Regions from separate parts of the Zea mays genome. Here region 1 is linked to region 2. Evidence: chromatin contacts called from public Hi-C data. All regions are on one chromosome and are shown on one strand. The core of a region is the stretch at or near the end of the contact, and the rest is flanking DNA. Distances in the headings are between cores, read along the strand shown.

The links. A called contact is a pair of places that touch in the nucleus more often than the background predicts.
Region 1: a contact with region 2 is called in a Hi-C map of ear, with 2.5 times the contacts expected there. The contact joins the promoter of LOC100193969 here to the promoter of LOC100282506 in region 2. A contact is called at or near these places in 3 of 25 Hi-C or Micro-C datasets (ear, leaf and tassel).

Annotation. Positions count from the first base shown.
Region 1 is chr2:70,563,068-70,568,783 of Zm-B73-REFERENCE-NAM-5.0, reverse strand. It overlaps LOC100193969 (sirohydrochlorin ferrochelatase), which reads left to right and starts at 4,324. Exons shown (of 7, transcript NM_001139037.1): 1 at 4,324-4,518; 2 at 4,845-5,114; 3 at 5,211-5,413; 4 at 5,498-5,559. The coding sequence starts at 5,050.
Region 2 is chr2:69,804,690-69,810,192 of Zm-B73-REFERENCE-NAM-5.0, reverse strand. It overlaps LOC100282506, which reads right to left and starts at 2,851. Exons shown (of 3, transcript NM_001155415.1): 1 at 2,402-2,851; 2 at 228-398. The coding sequence starts at 2,591.

The sequences.
Region 1 (5,716 bases), core at 3,075-5,574, 760 kb before region 2:
TCATACCTCATGTGAAGGTTCAACATCTGGTCTTGAGTTCTTTTTGCTATTGATTTATGTTTTTGTAACAGGAAAATGAATGCTATTAGTTAAAGTATCTAGTAGAAGCATATAATAGTGAGATGAATAAAATGGTAACGCAAATACACTCACATAGTATTGTTATCATCTAAAAACGCAATAAATTTAGCAACCTGGAGCACAATTCGATAGAGAGTTACACAATAAAGGAAATTTAATTATTTCTTTGTTAGGAAAAAATCTTACATGATTAATGGATCTTGAAACTTGGTACACAATTTTAAAACATAAACATTAACTTATATGTAATCGCCGATATGAAAAGGGAATAGTAAATGTACCAGAAACCATATTATAAACGAAAATTTTAATTTGTTAGAAACATTTGAACCTTAAATTGTATCCTATGTGGAAGTGCATATATGAAAATTACAATTGATTTATAAGGGTAGTCGTATTATCAGATCCCTACTATGTACAATTTAGAACACATGAAATTAAGTACACATCACACTTTTTTCTAAAAGAATGAGGAGAAATGGTAGGATGGTTAAAGTGACCATGAAGTAAACAAAAACACTTAATTATACACAAAATTTTAAATCGTAAACACGCTGGATATGTAATAGGAGAAGCTCTGTTGGGCAGCTGCAGATGTGTGTTTTCAGAGTTTGAAAATGATGTTTGCAAAGCGAAAAACAATTTGAAAGAAGCAACAAGGACAACAAACATTGCAGAATCATTAGTAATAAATCACGTTAAACATTTTTCTACACATGAACTGCATGCTTTTAATATGTGTAGAACATATTTGTGTATTTTTGTTCACATACAACTTAGTGGCATAGAAAAGCTTGATATAAACAGATATATTAAATGAATGAGTTTTTTGTTTGACAGCGTAATTGTATTTCTGCAAACTAAATAATACATGCAAGTAAATGTGTTTGAGAAAAAATACACGGTTTGCCAGACAACAATAAAACGGTACTAAGTAATGAAGATTATAGTGGCAGTATGAGTAAGCTATGTCCAAAGAGTACATAATTCTAAATGTTTTCAATGTAACAAAGTATTGTTTTATAGATGAAGTACGGAAGAGTAAAATAGTACCTTTAGAAGTCGTTAACTAAATAAGTGCAATTGCACAGAAATTGTCGGCACAAAGAGAACTTGGATGTGTATGAGCGTCAATATATTACAATACCCATATCATACAATAGTCACATATCCAAACGAAAATATGTACCATCATATGCACGGTACAACATGTATACAATAGCATAGTCCCCCAATCAAATAAAGATCACTACTGCAATTGAATGAGCACATAATCCATTAATAGAGGTGAAGAAGGTCATCTCTATTATTAAACTTTGTGACGCATAAATAAAAGATCCAGAAAGTCCACTGCAACAGTTGAATGGGCATATAATCTAGCAACAAAATCCAAGTAAGCCATGTCGAATATTAAACTCTATGTCAGATAAATAGAACACCCAGGGTAAACTGTTGTCTCAAAACCTTACATAATGCCTTATGATACCATTAGAAAGCAAATATCGACATGAAGAGAAGTTTTCGAAAGTCTACACCCATATCATTGTAAAAGGAACCGCCAAAACGAATGATTAGAAAAATGATACTTAAGATAATTGTAAACTTATCTCTATGACCATGTGTATGCTAGCTCTAAATGAAATGATCTCACTCCCAACGAAAAACAACACATCTAGAATTGGGTCGAAAAGAGATATAAAAAACCATGTGTAGAATTATCTCTGTGAACATGTGTGATAGACATATTAAATGAAGTATCCCGCTATCCGAACTTGATTTTTTTTTACCAAAGTCACGATACATCAGAATGTCACCTTCAGCAAGGCTTTCAAATCAAATAATCCGATCGTATACCGAACGGAACAACCTTTTTTTACTTAAGCATAGAAAAGGAAGGTTGTACCTGCAGAAGCCGTTAATTGAATAAGCGCAGTAAAGAGAAATCAGAACTGTATGAGTACCAATATGCAACAATACCCATGTCATATAATAATAGTAATAGTTCTAAACCAAAAATACTCAGATTAATCATATCATATAATAATATATGCTCGAAATTAAAAAGAAAATATGGAATCATACCAACTTTACAACATATATTAAAGTTACGGTGGGCGGAAAATGAATGTGTACATAATCCAGTAACAGAGGCTAAGAAGGCCATGTCTAACAATAATAAAGTCTATGTAGTTATACTTCCAGACAAGCTAATCTAAGGCAACACAAATATCTTACTGTCCTACCTTCTGAACAAATTAATTTGTGCACCAGCAAGCTTTGCAGGCTAAATAATCTGATTAATATAACTCGTATCACAATGTAATGCAACATCATGGCTCTATAATATAATTTGAATTGACCTAAGGAAATTTCCTAACTACATCTGCCAAAATCATGAGGGGTACGGAGCAGGACCAATATGGCTGAGGTCATCGCACCCTCGTACCTTAGGCTGCAACGAGATCAGAGAAAACATGAAAGACGTCACGGCCCTTGCCTTTCCCCACATCACAGGTAGGGGTGAGTTATTGATGAGGACGACTGCGAGGGGCGAAAGGCGAGTCCGGCAGACCCTAGGAAGAGGGGACGACGGTGAATAGGCCAGTCTGGACTATGTATGTAGGCTCGTGGGGACGGCTGCGGATGGAAGCCACGCTTCTGTTTTAGTCGTGTGTTTTAATCGCACGACCACTAGCTGTTTAATCGGACGTTCGTCTGGGTCCGAGTCCAACGCACGTTGGATGCCCCCTCGTCCTGTTTGATTGGGCTGTTCGCGAAGTCCTCAGGCAAGTCTGGAGTTGGTGCAGGTCTAGAGTATTCACGAAGAAGATATTTTGCTAGCTGCATTTCACTTCGTTGTACTGCCATGGTTCCTTTGCCGTTGATGTATCATCGGACGGCTGGAAAAAAAACACTGACGTGGACATCGTGCGCGTCGCCGTTTCGAACCGTCTTTAAAGAATAGCAATATGCAACAATACCCATGTCATATAATAATAGTAATAGTTCTAAACCAAAAATACTCAGATTAATCATATCATATAATAATATATGCTCGAAATTAAAAAGAAAATATGGAATCATACCAACTTTACAACATATATTAAAGTTACGGTGGGCGGAAAATGAATGTGTACATAATCCAGTAACAGAGGCTAAGAAGGCCATGTCTAACAATAATAAAGTCTATGTAGTTATACTTCCAGACAAGCTAATCTAAGGCAACACAAATATCTTACTGTCCTACCTTCTGAACAAATTAATTTGTGCACCAGCAAGCTTTGCAGGCTAAATAATCTGATTAATATAACTCGTATCACAATGTAATGCAACATCATGGCTCTATAATATAATTTGAATTGACCTAAGGAAATTTCCTAACTACATCTGCCAAAATCATGAGGGGTACGGAGCAGGACCAATATGGCTGAGGTCATCGCACCCTCGTACCTTAGGCTGCAACGAGATCAGAGAAAACATGAAAGACGTCACGGCCCTTGCCTTTCCCCACATCACAGGTAGGGGTGAGTTATTGATGAGGACGACTGCGAGGGGCGAAAGGCGAGTCCGGCAGACCCTAGGAAGAGGGGACGACGGTGAATAGGCCAGTCTGGACTATGTATGTAGGCTCGTGGGGACGGCTGCGGATGGAAGCCACGCTTCTGTTTTAGTCGTGTGTTTTAATCGCACGACCACTAGCTGTTTAATCGGACGTTCGTCTGGGTCCGGGTCCAACGCACGTTGGATGCCCCCTCGTCCTGTTTGATTGGGCTGTTCGCGAAGTCCTCAGGCAAGTCTGGAGTTGGTGCAGGTCTAGAGTATTCACGAAGAAGATATTTTGCTAGCTGCATTTCACTTCGTTGTACTGCCATGGTTCCTTTGCCGTTGATGTATCATCGGACGGCTGGAAAAAAAACACTGACGTGGACATCGTGCGCGTCGCCGTTTCGAACCGTCTTTAAAGAATAGGAAATGCCAGCTATGCGGCGAGCCAGAGTTGAGCGGCGTACAGATTTCTTGCCCAAAAGTGTCCGGCCACTAGCTGCCAATATAATAAAATAAGGTTATGTTTTAAATAACCCTCTAAGTGATATTTTGTCTGAAAGACAATGTTTAAGAATGGTGGATCAGCCACGTTTATATAATGGCATTTGGGTGAAACCCAGTTCCCATAATGACATAAATCCAAATTCTTTACAGCAGTCCCGCCGCCACTCACCAAATTGGCCGCCAGGGCTCCGTCCTCTAGCGGCTCCGTCCGGTGGTCCGGCCAGCTGCCTAGCTCCCTCCGACGGTCCGGCCAGCACCGCCTCCTGCTCGCGGCCTTGCCCAGCTCCTCCGCCCTCCGGTGAGACGTAGATCTTGGTGCGGCAGGGCGCTACGGGGGCGGGGTGGTGCTGTTGTGCGTGTGCTGGTGGCCTGGTGCTAGCAACCGAGGTACACGCTCCCAGCTCCCCATGGCCCCACTTGATTTTGCCTGTTTACACGCTCTGTTGTTATTTTGCAATTTCATAGCACTGTCAGCTATTGGGCTAGGGGCAAAGTCATAAATGCCGCTACCGCACTTCGAAGTGCACTTACATCTTCTGATAGTCCCATTCATCTATTATATTTTTGTTTCTTTCTTTATAGTTTTATGTTTTAATTAGCTTACATCATCAGTGTTTTGTCTGTCTGTAATAATTTCAACTGTTTCTAAGCTCACATTTCATCATCACAAGCCTATTATGAATCTGATGCTAGTTAACTGCTGAAAGGTACAGTACTATGGATCACGAATGATGTATTGTATGCAATTCGGCCCGGAGCGTCACTAAATCCTGGATCCGCATTGGCCGCAGGGCCAGTGGCCAGTGTCCAGCCTGCCAGCTCAGCCCGGCGGCAAGCGCCCAGCGGCTGGCTCGGGCAGCGGCCAGTGGCGAGCAGCCGACTCGTTTCTTCGGCGTTCTCCGCCACTGCCCCCCAGCTATGCACCCTGTTCCAGTCCCCTCCCAGCCCTTTACCGCAACTCCTGCAAAAAAACTTGTTTCAAGGTGATCCATTTATCTAACCTCTTGGCAAATTGTGCGGTCTGCTATTGCTCCTGTGTCTCTGCTTCTCATAACATATCTGTTTTTTCTTGGCATTAGGAGCACTGCTGTGAGGAAGGCCATCCATTTTGTCAACCTGTGGACAGCTGGAAGGTCTAGTGGAAACCTGGCTATGAACTCCGTACCAAAACCCGCCCCTGGGTCCGAAACATCTGGGAGGGAGGATTTTGCTGTGGGGGATAAGGATGCTGTGGTCATTGTTGATCATGGGTCAAGACGCCAAGAATCCAATCTCATGCTAAGTAATAAACCTGATTTTTGCAAGGCATATCTTTTGCAATCATGGTGCTCTTATTGTGTCTTGATTTGTGTATTAACAAATGCAGATGACTTTGTTGAGATGTTCCGGGCGAAGACTAGCTATAGGATTGTTGAGCCTGCTCATATGGTATTTTTTTTGTCGCTCCAGCCTTTTTATACCTTCTGTTTTTTCTTTGTGAGAAAGGAAAACATTTAATTTATTAATGCACTTAAAGCTTCTAGAACCATCCATGCTTTTTGTACAAATCAGTACCGTGCCTGTCCGATTGAGAAATTTGGACCAA
Region 2 (5,503 bases), core at 1,602-4,101:
GACAGCATGGTAAAACATGAACCTTATATAGGGAAAGAAGATAAATCCTCAGAAAACTAAAGCAGAAGTGATAACAATAAATACTGAAACTTTAATTAGCAGAACTGGAATTTTAAGATAACAGGATACTAATAAAAAAATGTTTATACCCAGTCTACTGAGTTGAATGATAGAAATCAGAAATCTGTAAAAAAAGATTACTTAAAGTGCAAAAACTTGCAACTCACCTGGTTTTGATTTGGCTGATGATGGTTGAACAACAACGTGCATCGTGATAGCACTACTGGGAAGATCGCCAAAAGGAGCTCTGCACTGTGCAACATTCTTGTCATTTTCTAGAATTTTGCCGCCACTTATTAGTTTTACATCACTAGCAGTCTTTGGGATAATTTGTTTATCTGCAACACAAAAAATTATGGCAATGAAGATAATTATACAAACATGTTCAAATGTATGAATGGGTTGTTTAACAAACCAGAACTAAACTTATAACTGATATACTCTGGAATATTTTTGATGTAAAACAATTTATTGCATCAAACAAACTAACAACAGAATTAACAGAGTAACAGAACAGCCAAAAACTGTTAATGCAACTATTTTCTGCAGCAATACATTTAATGAATCAGGGATGCATGATGAGACCTCATATCAGGTTGTAGGAAAATAAACAAGGGAAAGGTAAAAAACCAGTGAAAATGCATACTCTAGCTCACAGCAGTGTTGCCTATGTTTGATCAGTGAAGTGTACTATTTCAATGCATTATTAATAACTTTATTTCAAGTATGCAATTTGATAATGTTCAATCGTAAGTAAATTTTATGTAAAATTTGATAATATTTCTTTTGAAATCATGGAACTGTGGGCATCGTTAAAAATCAACTAAGTCAGTGACCCATAATGCAGTTATGCAAGCCTGGAGGTTGAACAAACTTCAGCAATTGACAAAACATAGTGGAAGACCAGCAAATAACATGGCACCAGCAAAACACACACTACATTCTTCAAAGTGTAAATGTATGCACTCATTTTCAAACCCTCACCATTTGCCTCTTTGCGGGGGTGAGTGGCACAAGATTTTCCACCCTGGCACACTGTCAGTGACTCAGAGTGGCCCACATGTGGATAAGGTGGGGGATTGCAACCCACCTTCAGCGGCGAAAAAATAAATACCGCCATTTTCAAACTCAGTAAAAAATTTAGTGTTCTCCCAAGATGAAACATTGGTAACCACAGAGACCAGGTTGACAATGATAGCTACAAATGTCCAACTAAAAAAACCAAGAATTTCATTATACTTTCCATCTACTGGGCTTTCTGAGTGTTGATCTTGTGGCCTCTTTAGGCTACTTTGTTGAAACACTTGAGATCACTCCAAAACTAGCAGTATATCAACATGGAATTGTACAGAAATGAATCAAAGACCCTGCTAAATCTATGACCGTTTTGTGGCCACTCATGGTTCGATGAAATCCCATCAGTTCCTCAAACAATCTTGGTCCAGTGTCAAATACCCTACTGGATTATAATGTGTTCAACAAATGACGTAATAGTGTCTGTTTTTTCTTTAAAAAAGAAAGTTACACTATTAATGTTTGAAACAACAGCATATGGGTTTGATATTTCTCTGAATATGACCTGGCTTAGAACAATTCAGATGACAGCTTCATGGATGCAGAAAATTAGCAATTAATTACTCTTAGTGGTTGCATCCATATAGGCTATATAAATATATTCTGGTACAATCATCATAAAAAAGCTGGACCACAGGGGGGAGACGCCCCTGTGTTTTTCCTTAAGAAGCTGTACCAGGATTCATACGTAGACTGCAAAGCAAGGCAATGCCCCTCCCCACCACCAACCCCCCACACAAACATCAAACTGCTCTAATTGCTATAAATGGCTGAGAAGCTGGTTGTCACAACCATCATAAATAACAGATAGCTGATGATGAGCTTTACAGGCCACAAAACAATTAATTAAGCTCAAATCTCCCATTCATCTACCAAGCTTAGAGCTAGAGAATAACGAGTTCCTATTTATCTTTTTGCTGCACCATATTCAATGATTTCTTATAGTGACGTTTTCTGCTATGCGTTCAATATTTTCAATTGAATCCATTTCGAATCTTAACAGAATAAGTGCTAGCTAATAATGGAGGCACACTTCCTTTTTCCAGGCACCAAACAATGAAGGCAACGAATAAGCAAATCTAAAGCTTATTCCCCTTAAAGCCCTCTGTTCCTCCTTGCGACACATAGGCATAGAGACTAAGAATAGCAACAGAAGTCTATAAGCAAATTTAGCAGTATAGATCACAGGACGTCACACCAGGGGCGGGGCCGGCTCATCACGCCTCACAAGAGTTCCTCAACTCAAGAAAAACGGAATCCTTATGACCTTTGGGCCAGTCGGCGACGACGCGATCCTTGAGAGCGGCGACGGTGGTGGTGGCGGCGTTGCAGCGCACGGGGCCGATGTCGGAGCCGTCGAAGAGACGAAACTTCACCTCCACCTCCTCCGCCTCCCCTTCCTGCTCCCGCTCTTCCATCTCTTCCGCCCCAACCTTCGCCCCCTCTTTTTCCGCCATTTCCCGGTCTCCCGCCAACGACTTGGATGCTTCTGGCACCCAACCGGAGCCCTGCGGATTCCTACCGCTCAGGGTGAGAGCCCCAAAGGCCGGCGCGAGCGGAAGCGGGTAGGGGCTGGGTGCTCGGATTAGGGTTTGGTGGGGGAACGCGAGGAGAGGAAGAGGAGCCCGGAAGGTTACGAGAAAATTGTCTTTTCCTTCTCCACTAGAAAGTAGAAACGCAGTACGTTTATGTGATGAGAAAATAGACGATCACTCCTGTTCCTTTCCCGTAACAGCACAGCATGTACAACTCAAGGGGTGTTTATTATATAATTCAATAATTTTTAACCTAAAATGTTAGGTCAAAATTTGTTGGATCATATAATATAAACAGATTATAATATCAAACAAACAATATTAAAGAGTTATAATTCTTTCATATAAATGGTATACAAAACATATATCAGTATTAGTGTATCTAAGGTGTTGTTTGGTTCACAAACTGTAACGTAAATGACAACGGTAATGATTTACACTCGAGTGATATTGGTAATAAGTTTGAATAGTCAAATATCTATTTTCAGTGTAGTATCTGATTACGACTGAACTTAAACAAATATGATTTAACGTTATGTGTTACCCATTATGTTATAATTATGTGAATCAAACGACACCTAAGTTTTATATCTAGCAGTGTTTGTTTCCCACCTAAATTTTATAGTTACTTTTAGTGCCTAAAATGCCAATCATGGTCACTAAAATAGGTCTTTCAAATAGGATTCCTAGGGACTAAAGTTTAGAAGAGTGACTAAAGAAACCAAAGACCCACTTATTCTCTGAAAAATTCTTAAAATATGGCTCATCTCTACTATATAATAGTTTATACGGTTTCATGATCTTCACAGTCGTCGTGCTTCCCCATATTTAAATGGTAAAAACTAAAATTATATACAAATGGAGCTTCAAACCAATATTCCCACTCACCTAGCCAACAAAACACATATGTTTTTGTGTTTTATACTCTATATAAATAAAAATTATAGTAATGTACGGGGACTTTGCTAGTTAACAAGTCATCTATAGGTGTTACATTAAATTCTAGTCGAATTGGTGCAACTTTTTCTGACCGATGGACTCAACGGTAGTGGTATTTGTCCTAGGCGGAAGGATAGACCCTATGGTCATGTAACGTACATAGGTGATAGACTAAATTAAAAGTTGGTTTGGAAGTGCTTCTCACTTCAAGTCCATAAGACTATAAAATGTAACTGTTTACTATCATAATATATAGAAGGCATTCGTTCACCAAGTAGTGTGTGTTTCTTGTCTCCTAGGCACATCGTCACCCCTTTCCCAGGGGTTTTACAAGGTAAGTGCCATATTGCTCTAACGTGATCTCTAGTTGATCGTATCAGGGTAGTACGGTGTTATCACCTTACCCTAGTAGATATTATATTGAGTGTTGTTATTGACAAGATTTGCTAGTTATCTTGTGTGGTTTCAATCTATTTCTGTCATTAAGCTACATGTTAGTAGATTGGTTTTACGTTGTTAGATGTGTATTCCTTGATCGGTTGCTACACTCCATGATATGCAAGCTACAAAATGTGCATGTGGCAACTCGAGAGATCAATACACCTCTAGCACCATGTCTTACATGTTTAGTCTCATTGTTTACTCTAGATGGACTTCTTTGGAGGTCCTGATCTATGTTCACGTGCATAATCATCGACTCATAACAGCGAAAGTTCTTAGGATCGTCGGCATAATACATGTTGTAGATTAGATTTGAGATGTTCCTATATATGGTTTACCATTTATCTTGCCCTAGATTTGGTTAACAACAAGGGTAATATTGGTAGTTTTTTTGTCGTTCTGTGCTTTTGGCCATGTCGTAGCTTACATCGGCTCAAACATGCTTTAGACAGATTTATTCCTCTTGTAAGTCACTTTCAATGCATGATTACTTTTAGTTATTAGACAATTACTGACCCAGAAGACATCAATAGGCTTAAGGGATCCAATCAATGCAACCAGCACTGGTTGATCCATGCGATCTGGCTAGAATTTAACGTTTAATTTATGTAAAGACCAGACTGTTTGAGACATACTGAAAGGGAATTAGGCTTATACCTATTTCCTAATTGCTTTTGGTGGTTGAATTGCCCAACGCAAATAATTGGACTAACTAGTTTGCTCTAGTCTATAAGTTCTACAGGTGCCAAAGGTTCACATTAAGCCAATAAAAAGACCAAGAAAAGGGTTCAAACAAGAGAGCAAAAGACAACCCGAATGGCACCCTGGTCTGGCGCACCGGACTGTCCGGTGTGCCACCAGATAGTGTCCGGTGCACCAGGGAACTCGACGCCCAACTCTTCACCTTCAGGAATTTTCAGAGGAGCTCCGCTATAATTCATCGGACTGTCCGGTGCACCACCGGACAGTGTCCGGTGCCCCAAGGAAGAGCAACTCTGAACTCGCCAGCTTCGGGAATCCGCTCCGCTATAATTCACCGGACTGTCCGGTGTGACAGTGGAGCAACGACTGCTTTGCGCGCAATGGTTGACTGTAACACATTAAATGCGCGCCTGCGCGCACAGAGGAGCAGAGCACGCGCGGGTGGCACACCGGACAGCCTACAGGGCCTGTCCGGTGCACCACCGGACAGCCAGGCGGGCCCACAAGTCAGAGCTCCAACGGTCGGAACCCAACGACCAGGTGACGTGGCTGGCGCACCGAACAGTGTCCGGTGCGCCCGTCGACAGCAGCCTCCACCAACGGTCAAGTTTGGTGGTTGGGGCTATAAATACCCCAACCACCCCCACATTCAAGTCATCCAAGTTTTCACACTTCTACTCCTTACAAGAGCTATAGCATTCAATACTAGACACACCAAATAGATCAAATCCTCTCCCAATTCCACACAAGGC